Linked DNA regions of Gossypium hirsutum: region 1 is linked to region 2. A link is a contact called in public Hi-C data. All regions are on one chromosome and are shown on one strand. Each heading gives the region's core, a stretch centred on a gene start, on an enhancer-like site or on the middle of the called end of the contact. The rest is flanking DNA. Distances are from core to core; before and after follow the strand shown. Region 1 holds the start of LOC107962268. Region 2 holds the start of LOC107940582 (proteasome subunit alpha type-5).

The links. A called contact is a pair of places that touch in the nucleus more often than the background predicts.
Region 1: a contact with region 2 is called in a Hi-C map of leaf, with 6 times the contacts expected there. The contact joins the promoter of LOC107962268 here to the promoter of LOC107940582 in region 2. A contact is called at or near these places in 5 of 34 Hi-C or Micro-C datasets (callus, hypocotyl and leaf).

What each region holds. Positions count from the first base shown.
Region 1 is chrA06:113,950,514-113,956,111 of Gossypium_hirsutum_v2.1, forward strand. LOC107962268 reads left to right here and starts at 3,632. Exons shown (of 9, transcript XM_016898585.2): 1 at 3,632-3,898; 2 at 4,144-4,187; 3 at 4,311-4,620; 4 at 5,507-5,598. The coding sequence starts at 4,321.
Region 2 is chrA06:113,289,096-113,294,238 of Gossypium_hirsutum_v2.1, forward strand. It overlaps LOC107940582 (proteasome subunit alpha type-5), which reads left to right and starts at 2,966. Exons shown (of 10, transcript XM_016874020.2): 1 at 2,966-3,138; 2 at 3,240-3,290; 3 at 3,373-3,454; 4 at 3,610-3,690; 5 at 4,320-4,433; 6 at 4,513-4,614. The coding sequence starts at 3,277.

The DNA.
Region 1 (5,598 bases), core at 2,382-4,881, 660 kb after region 2:
GCATATATACTTAAACCAATATTAGCCAATTCCATATGGCCATTTACAAAATGAATTATCAACCAATATAGGCCAATGCATTAAGCCAATTCAATTATGACACATAACAAAATAACCAAGTCCCTATACATGCCATAACTCAAAATGTCAAATTCATTGGTACCCAAAATAATCAGTTGATGGTGTGATGGAGCCTCCGATGATCCCTAAATCTGAGCTAGCTTGGCGACACTATAAGACAATGGGAGTAAGCTATATAGCTTAGTAAGTTCCCATGCAAATAATAGGCATCATAAATACACATTTAACATACAATCAACATGATGATAATTGAGATAAATATTACTAAGATCTTATAATCATAACTTACTCAATCATAACCTTACTAAGGGTTCATCACATAACGAGCTCATTTTGTATGAGTTTTACACATACCTGAGTCATCTCGAATTGGATTTACACAAAATTCATCTTTGACATACTCGTTTAGTTACCCGTTGAACCACTTGGAATATTAAAGGATACTCGGGAGTTCTGCACACACGGTGCCATACCAATGCCATATTCCAGATGTGGTTTTACATAGAATCTCGTATCGATGCCAATAGCCCAGCTATGGTCTTACATGAAGTCTCATATCAATGCCAATAGCCCAGCTATGGTCTTACATGAAGTCTCATATCAATGCCATATCCTAGATATGGTCTTACACGAAGTCTCATACTGATGCCGTATCCCAAATATGGTCTTACACGTAGCCTTAGTAACCCTAATGTCATGACATTTGTATCCTATCTATTCCTAAAATTCAACAGAGATTTCACACTTGTCTAAAATTTTTCGAACACGTTCAATGGTTAATCATAATTCATAAAATAATAAAGCATTTAAAACATAATTAAAGCAATGCATTATTTACATAAGAACTTACCTCGGTATAAAATAGTAGAAATAGGACCTACTCGTCAAACACTTTGTTTTTCCCCCGATTTAGGTCCGAACCTCGTTTCTCTTGATTTATAATAGCAAATTTAACTCATTTATTATTCACATTATTTAATTCAACCCAAAAATTACGTTATGGCAAAATTACATTTTGCCTCTAAACTTTGACATTTTTATACTTTGGTCCCTAGGCTCGTAAAATGAAATAAATTCAATTTCTTAGATTCTCAAGCCTATTCAAACCTCTTTCATGCTTATAAAAGCTCACAATTTTCATTTAATCGCACTTTTACACACATTTTATAACCTTTTTACAAATTGGTCCTTTTGACATTTTCATCAAAAATCACCTAGCAAAAGTTGTTTATGACACACCAAACACACATTTTCTACCATTAGACATCAAAATACACACATATCTAACATGGTTCAAACCCTAGACCTTAATCATTTCTCAAATTAATGGTAGAAATAGATAGATCGAGTGATAATGACTTCAAAAATGTAAAGAACATTAAAAACGGGGCAAGAACGGACTTACAATCGAGCTTGAAAGTGGCCAAACCCTAGCTATAGCTTCCCTTCTAAATTTTGACACAAGCATGAAGAAGATGGACTATATTTTGGCTTGATTTTTTCTTTTTAATTCATTTAGTTACTAAATGACCACAATGCCATTTTCTTAAAACACTAAAATTCTCTTACCTCATGTTTATTTTTGTCCAAATTAAAGTAAAATGGTCTAATTACAATCTAAGGACCTTCCATGTAAAATTTCAAAGAAATTTGACAACTCTAGTACGTAGAACTCAACTTTTGCATTTTTTACAATTTAGTCCTTTTTTGCTAAATTGAATGCTCAAACGTCAAAATTTTCGAACGAAATTTTCATGAAATCATTCCAGAAAATTTTAAACCATAAAAATGTGATAAAAAAGTTTTACTACGTCAGATTTGTGGTCTTGAAACCACTGTTCCGACTAGGCCCAAAATCGGGCTGTTACACTAGAAGTCTTCTAACTTCTAAGCATAGATTTGACTTAGTTAATTCCCTGCATAGTTCAAGATAGGCCCGTGGCAGGCTTTGGCAAAGATGGCATTGTGGAAATACGAGTTAAGATGGAGATTTGTTGAGTATGCCTCATATTTCAATCAAATTTGAGAGATAATCTTCCAATTAAACTTTATTTGTTTGTTTCAGTTAAATTCTGATTAGTCTAGATTATTTTATTAGTATTTGACCTACGAATTTAGCCTATAAATAGGCTCTTTTACAACCTTAGAAAATACACCTATTAAATATTGAACTCATAACACTTTTGGAGAATTTTGTGTTTAGGTTCTGAAGGTTCTTTGTTTTGAGGTTTTGAGGTTTAGTTTTTATTTTCATCTTTTATACTCTTCGTTCTTTTTCCATTACAGTAAAAATATCTTTGCCCGTGGTTTTTTTATCCTCTTTGGGGGGTTTTTTCACGTTAAATTTTTGTATTCAATTTCTCAATTTTTTCCGCTATTTTTACTTGTTCGTTGCTTAATTGGGTTGATCCCCAACACCGGTGTGGCCAATTGATTTCCAAAACAATCTATCCATCCGGCTTAAAGAAAATAAATTACTAAAAATAAAAAAAAATTAAAGAAATTATAAAATTAATTCAATCGCCAGTTCAACTGGTTTTTTAGCTCGATTCAAGTAGTCCGTACCGATTCTAGGTTAACTAGATTTTTATCTCTCATCAGACCAATACCCAACTAGTTCTTGATTCAATCAATCCGATTCGATTTAGATAACATTGAATTTTGAAAGTTTTTATATTTAAAAATATTTTTAAAAAATATCTTTTTATTTTTTATTTTTTATTTTAAAGAGTTTTATTTTTACTAAAATTATATTTTTTAAAATATTTATTTTTTAAATAAGAAAAAATATATTTTTTAAAATTTTATAAAAAAAATAATGTACTTTTGAAGGGTATGGACCAAATTGATAAAAACTATAAATATTGAGGGCTAAAAAAGTTTAAAATTTTAAAAAATTTGTAGACCTGTGAATTAGAAGAGACTGGTTGAACTAAATTAAAAATCAGTTGAACTAGCAATTAAACCAATTTTTATAATTTTTTATTATAAATTTTTAATAATTTATTTGCTTTGAACCAGTTATATTGGTTATTCTAGGAACCAATTGGTTAGGCCAATTCAAAATCGATTCAACTATCGATTCAACCAATTTTAAGCTTTTTTCAATTAGTTTGTACCAGTTCGTTAGTCAACTAATTTTTACGTCTCGCCGAATTAATACCCTAATCGATTCCCTATCCGGTCCGGTTTATATAACATTGAATTTTATAAATTTTTATAATTTTTTATAATTTTAATGAATTTTTATCTTTTTTAATAAATTTTTTATTTTTTAAGAATTATTTTATTTTTGACATTGTTAACTTTAATAGTAAAATTAAATGGAGGACTAAGATTTTTAAATAAAAAATACATAAATTCAATGTCTCAAAATTAAAATATATGAATTAAATTTTAAAATTTGAAAAAAGTATAGAGTCTTTTGGGATATTTAAACCAAAAATATAATTCGACGGGTTACACTTGAATAAATTCTGCATCCGGACTTGTACTTTGAAGCCACCCCTTCCCATCCTTACAGTAGAAGACACCAAGACCGGAAAAGTACAATCCTAATAGCTAAGCTAAGGTCGGTTTAAATTCTTAAAACACCTATTTCCTAGCTTCCCTGCAATTAGATTCGGACACGTGTACTACAAACCGGCATTGCAAAAATTTTCCACTAATTAACCCATGCCTCCCCCACTCACTCCCTCTCTAATAATAATAAACATAAAATAAAAGAATATGCGTTGAGTAATCAATCGGTTTCTTTACACACGAAGGTAGTTTTCGTAATTAATCGGAGAATTTCAGTGAATATCGAGCTCCTCAGGTTCGTTAATTTTAAATATTCCGATTTGCCGTGTTATTAGGGTTTTTTCCCCCCAGATTTTCCTCATGTTTAGGTTGTCATGTTTTATTCTTTTTTCACATTCCGTGTGTTTGTGTGTGTATGGGTTTTTTTTTTTCGTTTAATCCGTAGATGATATATCTCAAAGTTTATAGCTCTGTATTGCGATGAAGCATGTTAGCTATGAGAAATAGGATCTGAATTTCGATTTCTTTCTTTCTCTTTAGTTTTCCCAGCAGCCAAATACAAGGTTACAATGCCGGAGATCATGGTCCTCTCTCCTTTCTCCAATATTGTTTTTAGAAAGCATTGACTATATTTCTCGTCTATGTTTGAATGTGATATTACAAGCTTTCTGAGGTAATTATAATTGTGCTTTTGTTTAATATTTTAGGGATAAACTCATGGCAACTGCAACTATGGCTACCGCAGCTGGTGCAGCTGCTCTTCTGTACTATACATTGAATCGTAAATTGCAGACAGATAGGTCTGGTAACGATGACAATGAAAATGGAAGTGATTTGTCCAATAATCCTTCTTCAGGGCTTGATCGCGTTTCGCATAGGTTAATTCAAGCTCCTGCAACGTGGGTAGAGACGATTTCTACTTTGTCTGAAACTCTTAGGTTTACATACTCTGAGACTCTAGGGAAGTGGCCCATTGGAGATTTGGCATTTGGGATCAACTTCTTATTGAAGAGGCAGGTACCGTATGCATCCTTTGATTTTTATTGCTGCTGTAATGTTTGATGCCATGATTATTTTATTGGTTTCATTTACTCTGTTTTGAGGACTGTAAAACAGATTGGCTAGTAACTAGAATACGAGTGTTTGGGAGGGGTGGGGGAAGTTGTTTTTAAAGAAGTTGGCAGTTTCATTTACATACGAGAGATGATGGGTGTTGGACTAATGCTAGTTTTTCTGCCAAATTTCATGATTCTGCTCCAGTTAGTTTAAATCTACTATCATTCGACTTTCTTGTTAATTACAGTGTTCATATCAGAATCATGAGTTCAGAATTCTGAATCCTTTTGTTATGCCACTACCATCATGAACCTAACTTACATTTCAAATTTTGTGTTGAGATTTATAAGTAAGGTTTTTAATCTAAAGGCTGAATCCAGTGCAATGGATTTTGGTTTGTTTTTATGTCATTATCTGTTTTGTACTTAATCCATGCATGGTTCTCACAGTTAGGAGTCAAGACCTATCATGCCTCTGTGCAACAGGTATAGTTGTATGATGTCTTAACACTGCATTTCATTGTAAACCTAATGCATCTCAGTATGAGCATCAAAGACAAATTCATTTGATGTTTTTAAAGCCATGTTACAGTACATGTATTTGTTTGTTCTTGGGCAGAAACATATTTTCTCCATACGATGCTCTAGTTTTATTGTACTGAGATAATTATAGAACTTGATATGATATCCTATATCCTCCTGGAATTTCTTGTATTCTGTAAACAAATCACCAGATCAGGCTTTCGTGTTTTTATGAAGTAGTGTTTATAGAAACTCTTAATAGTTCGTTGTCAATTTGATGTATCTATTATTGGCACTACAAACAATATGGTTATTTTTTTTTTCAGGGACATTTACATGTTGCGAGTGTATTTGGTGGTAAAGATAGCATTGAGCTCAAAGGACCAGATATAACTGCTGAACTTAAATATCTGTTAAA
Region 2 (5,143 bases), core at 1,716-4,215:
CATTAAGATGTGGAACTTAAGAAATGTAATTATATGTGGATTTACATGATGTTATAGTTGACATTGTACATGTATACATACATTCGGCCATCTAATTGAGTATGAAGGTGGTGTTAAATCTAATTGTGATGCCCATTCCGAAGTATATATATATACATATATATGTATATATACACAAGTATGCCCATTCGGGATGTTACCTTTAATTATGTGTATAATCGACTAAATGGGTAATTAGTGAGGATGGTTGCCGAATATACAAACATACATATGCATGTGTAATTGAATTATGAATGTTTAGCAAGATGGCTAAACTAGTTGATTTATTGATTAAGCTCAAGGAGTTAAAGGAGGAGAATCAAGCAAAGGCAAAGAAAAGATCATCGAGTAGCCGAATTGGAACCGTCTTACCCAACACCAAGTAAGTCATTAAGCATATAGTTGGTATTAATTCAAATGGTCATAACGTTTATGTAATGATGCTGAATGGAATGAATAAATATATATATGCATGTACGTATGTGATGATGAAAGTGTTGAATGAAAAGAAAAGAGGTGAGATGTATTGAGTTGTTGATCTCGGCACTAAATGTGCGGGTATAAACATTTATGACCATGAGATTGGCGTTAAGTGTGCGGGTTTAAATTGTGCAGCACTAAGTGTGTGAATTGACTATGTAGCACTAAGTGTGCGAGTTTGACTATGTAGCACTAAGTGTGCGAGTTTGACTATGTAGCACTAAGTGTGCGAATTGACTATGTAGCACTAAGTGTGCGAGTTTGACTATGTAGCACTAAGTGTGCGAGTTTGACTATGTAGCACTAAGTGTGCGAGTTTGACTATGTAGCACTAAGTGTGCGAGTTTGACTATGTAGCACTAAGTGTGCGAGCTTGATTATGTAGCACTAAGTGTGCGAGTTTGATTATATAGCACTAAGTGTGCGAGTTGATTATATAGCACTGAGTGTGCGGACTTATTATATATTTTTGAAACATTATGGACACTAAGTGTGCGACGTTATTGAGTCGATCACGGACAGCGGATCGGGTAAGTACCTTGAGTTCATGGCTAATAGGTGCTATGTCTATATTTGGAGTTGAGCCTGGTAAGTTTGAACCTATGTGACAAATATACTTGAAGTCACGTACATAAGATTTATCGTGGAATAGGTGAAAGGCCGTTTAGTTGTATGATTGTAACGAAAATAAAATGATGTATGAAAATGCCTCAAATATCCTATTGATGAGTATACGGAATGTGAATGCATGATTTGGTATGAGATTGAACCGATAGGTCTGAGGAACCATGGCATGGTTCGGTATGGATGGAGTAACTAGCCTCGTTCCATTTTATTTCCTATTGTGATAATGTTATTAATGGGTGGTAGTGCATTGCTTATGACTTACTGAGTTATAAACTCACTCGGTGTTTCCTTGTCACCTATTCTAGGTTTCTTGGACTCGTCTCTTTTTGCGTGGTCGGGCCGTCATCGAAGTCATCACACCGGATAGCAAGTTTTGGTACTTTCTTCTTAGTTGGCTTAGGAGAACATTTCGGCATGTATAGGCTATTATGTTGTGTTTGAACTTTGGTATGTAATCTTTTAGCCATGCGAAAATGGCATAAATGTTCGGTTGGGTTTGGATTCATAACGTTAGGTCGCAAATCTTGATAATTCGACCTTTTTATGCCATACGTCATGGTTGCTTATTTTGGTGTTAAAATTCATGATATGGCAATAGTGTAGTAGGGGAAAGTTTGACAATGATTAGCCTTTGGCATGGCTAGTCATGATCATAATTGGTGATATGTATGATGAATTACTAGTTAGATCAAGGAGAAATCATGAAATAGGCATAGTTGCTTTCGTAACAGATGCTGGCAGCAGCAGTGACGCGAGATCGAAAAATCACTAAAAATAGTAGGAGTGGAATTAATTGATGAATAAATTATGTATTCGAAGCTCGATGAGTCTATTTTCATATAGAAGTAATGAAAAGATCATATGGACAGTATGTTAAGAGATATTCAGGTTCTCGTGAGACAGGGCCAGAACGGTTTCTGGATTCCCTGTTCCGACTTTGGAGATTTATTATAAATTAAACAGAGATAATTAGGAGTCATGCCATATATGTACAGATTCCTCTCTGAGTCTAGTTTCTATAGAAACAAACGACATCAGTATTGAAGCTCTGTGCAGGGAGATATCCAATTCGTAATGCGCAAGGGTCAGTGTAGTCGATCCCTGTGACATGGGAGACTTTGACTAATAAACTGTACTAATTGGCCCGACCAAAAATTCTAGAAAAAATTATGGAGATGGGCATATGAGTCTAGTTTCAGGGAAAAATCACGAAACTGATTTTCGAGTTGTGAAACTCAAGATATGATTTTTAAAGCGACTAGTACGCAGATCGGCAGCTTGTCTGGGAAATGTCGAATAAGTGGTTTGAAGTCTGTTAACACCTCGTGTTCGACTCCGGAGACGGTATCGGGTTCGGGGTATTACAATTTAAACGTGCAACAATGCATAGCATCATAACAAATTCATAATTTCATCACATCATCATTTGTTAGGCTCAAAAATACCAAAAAAGGGAATTGAGATATTAAAAACTTTAAGTGTCTTACAAATTTTTAAAATAAAGGAGAAAAGGTAAAAAAAAAATTGTACAATCGACTTATAATAGTTCGGCCAAAAATACTTACCTCTACTCGCTTAATATACCTCAACTAAGGATTTTTCAAATCATTATAAATTGTTAATTTTAAAATTTACCAATTCGCTACTAAGATAGAATATTTTCTCTAAATTTTATGGTTTTATTCAACATCATTTAAATATTATAATATTAATAAATTTTAACTTCATATAAATATATATTTTTTACTTTATAATATAATATTTAAAATGATTTTTTATTTCTCAAAATACTTTTTAATAGTAATTTGAGAAGCCCAGCCCAGGAAAGCGTCGATGTTCATTATGGTATGGCGTGATGCGGCGGCGTTTTAACAGCCTGCCTTGTTTTGCTTTGCAAGAGCAAACAGATACCAGAACCGAAGGTATTTTTTTCTACGAAAAATACCAGCATCGCTAAGCTTTCTCGTTGCTGAATCTCACCCTTTGTCACAAGTAAACCATCTCTCAGTTATATTTTTCGAGTTAAGTTACTTTCCAGAAATAAACTATTTTTTCCTCTCTCTATCTCTTTTTTTCTTTTTTTTCTTTTTTAGGTTTTGGTAGATCTAATAAGATCAAGTCGATCCAAACATGTTTCTCACCAGGTACCAAATCATAGCATATTTATTACTGCTAAACTTTAATTATTTTTTTTTCCTTTTAAATGTTTGGTTGTTGGCCTTGTAGGACTGAGTATGACCGTGGAGTGAACACATTTTCTCCGGAAGGGAGATTGTTCCAGGTGGAATATGCTATTGAGGCGATCAAGGTAGAACCTTTTTCTGTTTGTTTCCTTTGAAAATCATCAAACTTAAGAGTTTTCTCTAGGAAAATATTTTTTTTCTCAGATTAGCATATTTAGTCCTTTTGGGTGTATTTCAATGTAAATGGCTTCTTTTTTTTGGGGGGGGGATTGAACTGCAGCTGGGTTCAACTGCAATTGGGTTGAAGACAAAAAAAGGTGTCGTTCTGGCTGTTGAGAAGCGTATTACTTCACCACTTTTGGTATGCACTGCACTCTTATTTCATTTAATGTTATTATAGTCACTTGTATAGTTAGATTTACTTGTTTGCAATCGAGGAAAAACTAAAAAGGCTTTCTGCTTTGCTTTAATTGTCTTGTTTGCTTAACTGTGGTATTAGAGGATTCCTTTTCTTTTCTTTTCTTTTTTTAAGATGTGAACTTCTAGGGTCTTGAGGAGTCTCTTCTAACAAATAAGTCTTCACTCTTCAGTTGCATACAAGTGAGTGTTGGTTGATTTTCATGACTCTAGAATTGAAGATCAGCGTGTGCCATCAGAGTTGTCAGTTGCTTATTCCTCCTGCATTCCCACTCTATTGTTGGCCCCCATATTGTGCTAACAGCTCCATGTGATTTAATGTCTAAGCCGTGTTCGGTATTATATTCAACTAGCTTCCGCCTCCTTTTTTTTCTCAGTATACTACCATGCCCCCTAGAGTTCCTTTTCCTGTCACTTGTTTACTTTGAATAAAAGCTTGTGCACTTGAAGCTGCACTCTTGTAAAAACCTACCACAAATCTAGCTTATGGAATGTGTCACATATATTAGATTCTACGGAATGTAGATGGTTGCCATTTCTTTCAGGCCTAATAGGTAATGGATCCTCTTTCAGGAACCTAGCAGCGTTGAGAAGATTATGGAAATTGATGAGCATATAGGATGTGCTATGAGTGGGTTGATTGCTGATGCCCGTACACTTGTTGAACATGCACGAGTTGAGACTCAGGTACAGTACTTACTAGTGCCATTACACTTTGATATGAAGTTATGTGACTTTTATGTTGATATCTGTTATATTCACACAGAACCACAGATTCTCATATGGTGAGCCAATGACAGTAGAATCCACAACACAAGCTCTTTGTGATCTGGCCCTTCGATTTGGTGAAGGAGATGAAGAATCGATGGTACACCTTAATATCTTTTCTGTCTAATTTTAGCTACTTTAATTTCTTTATTGGTGATGCTTTTTACTCATCTTGATAAGCAATAAAGGGGGTGCATACCAAGTATGATTGTGTAGTTGTGCATTAACATAGTGTTTGGTTCATCAGAATAGAATAGAGGGGGGAATGAAGTTGCTATGTTGTGGTAATAGAATAGAGTCGGAATATGTATTACTTGGTTTGGTTGATTAAATGGAATGAGGAATACTATTACTTAATTTGGTTGGACAAAATGATGTTATGGAATAAGCAAAAAATAGCTTAAAGAAAGAAGATTTTTGTCCTTAATATAAATAAGAATGTTTTATTTTAAAAAATTAAATTATTTCACTAAAATAATTTCATAAAATAATTTTTTTTATATTAAATATAAAACATGCTTTATATGTTAATATGCTTTTAGATAAAATATTGATGTATCACATTTAAAATATAAATATAGTAATTCAATATTTTATATTTAGTAATATATTAAAAATAAAATATGTTT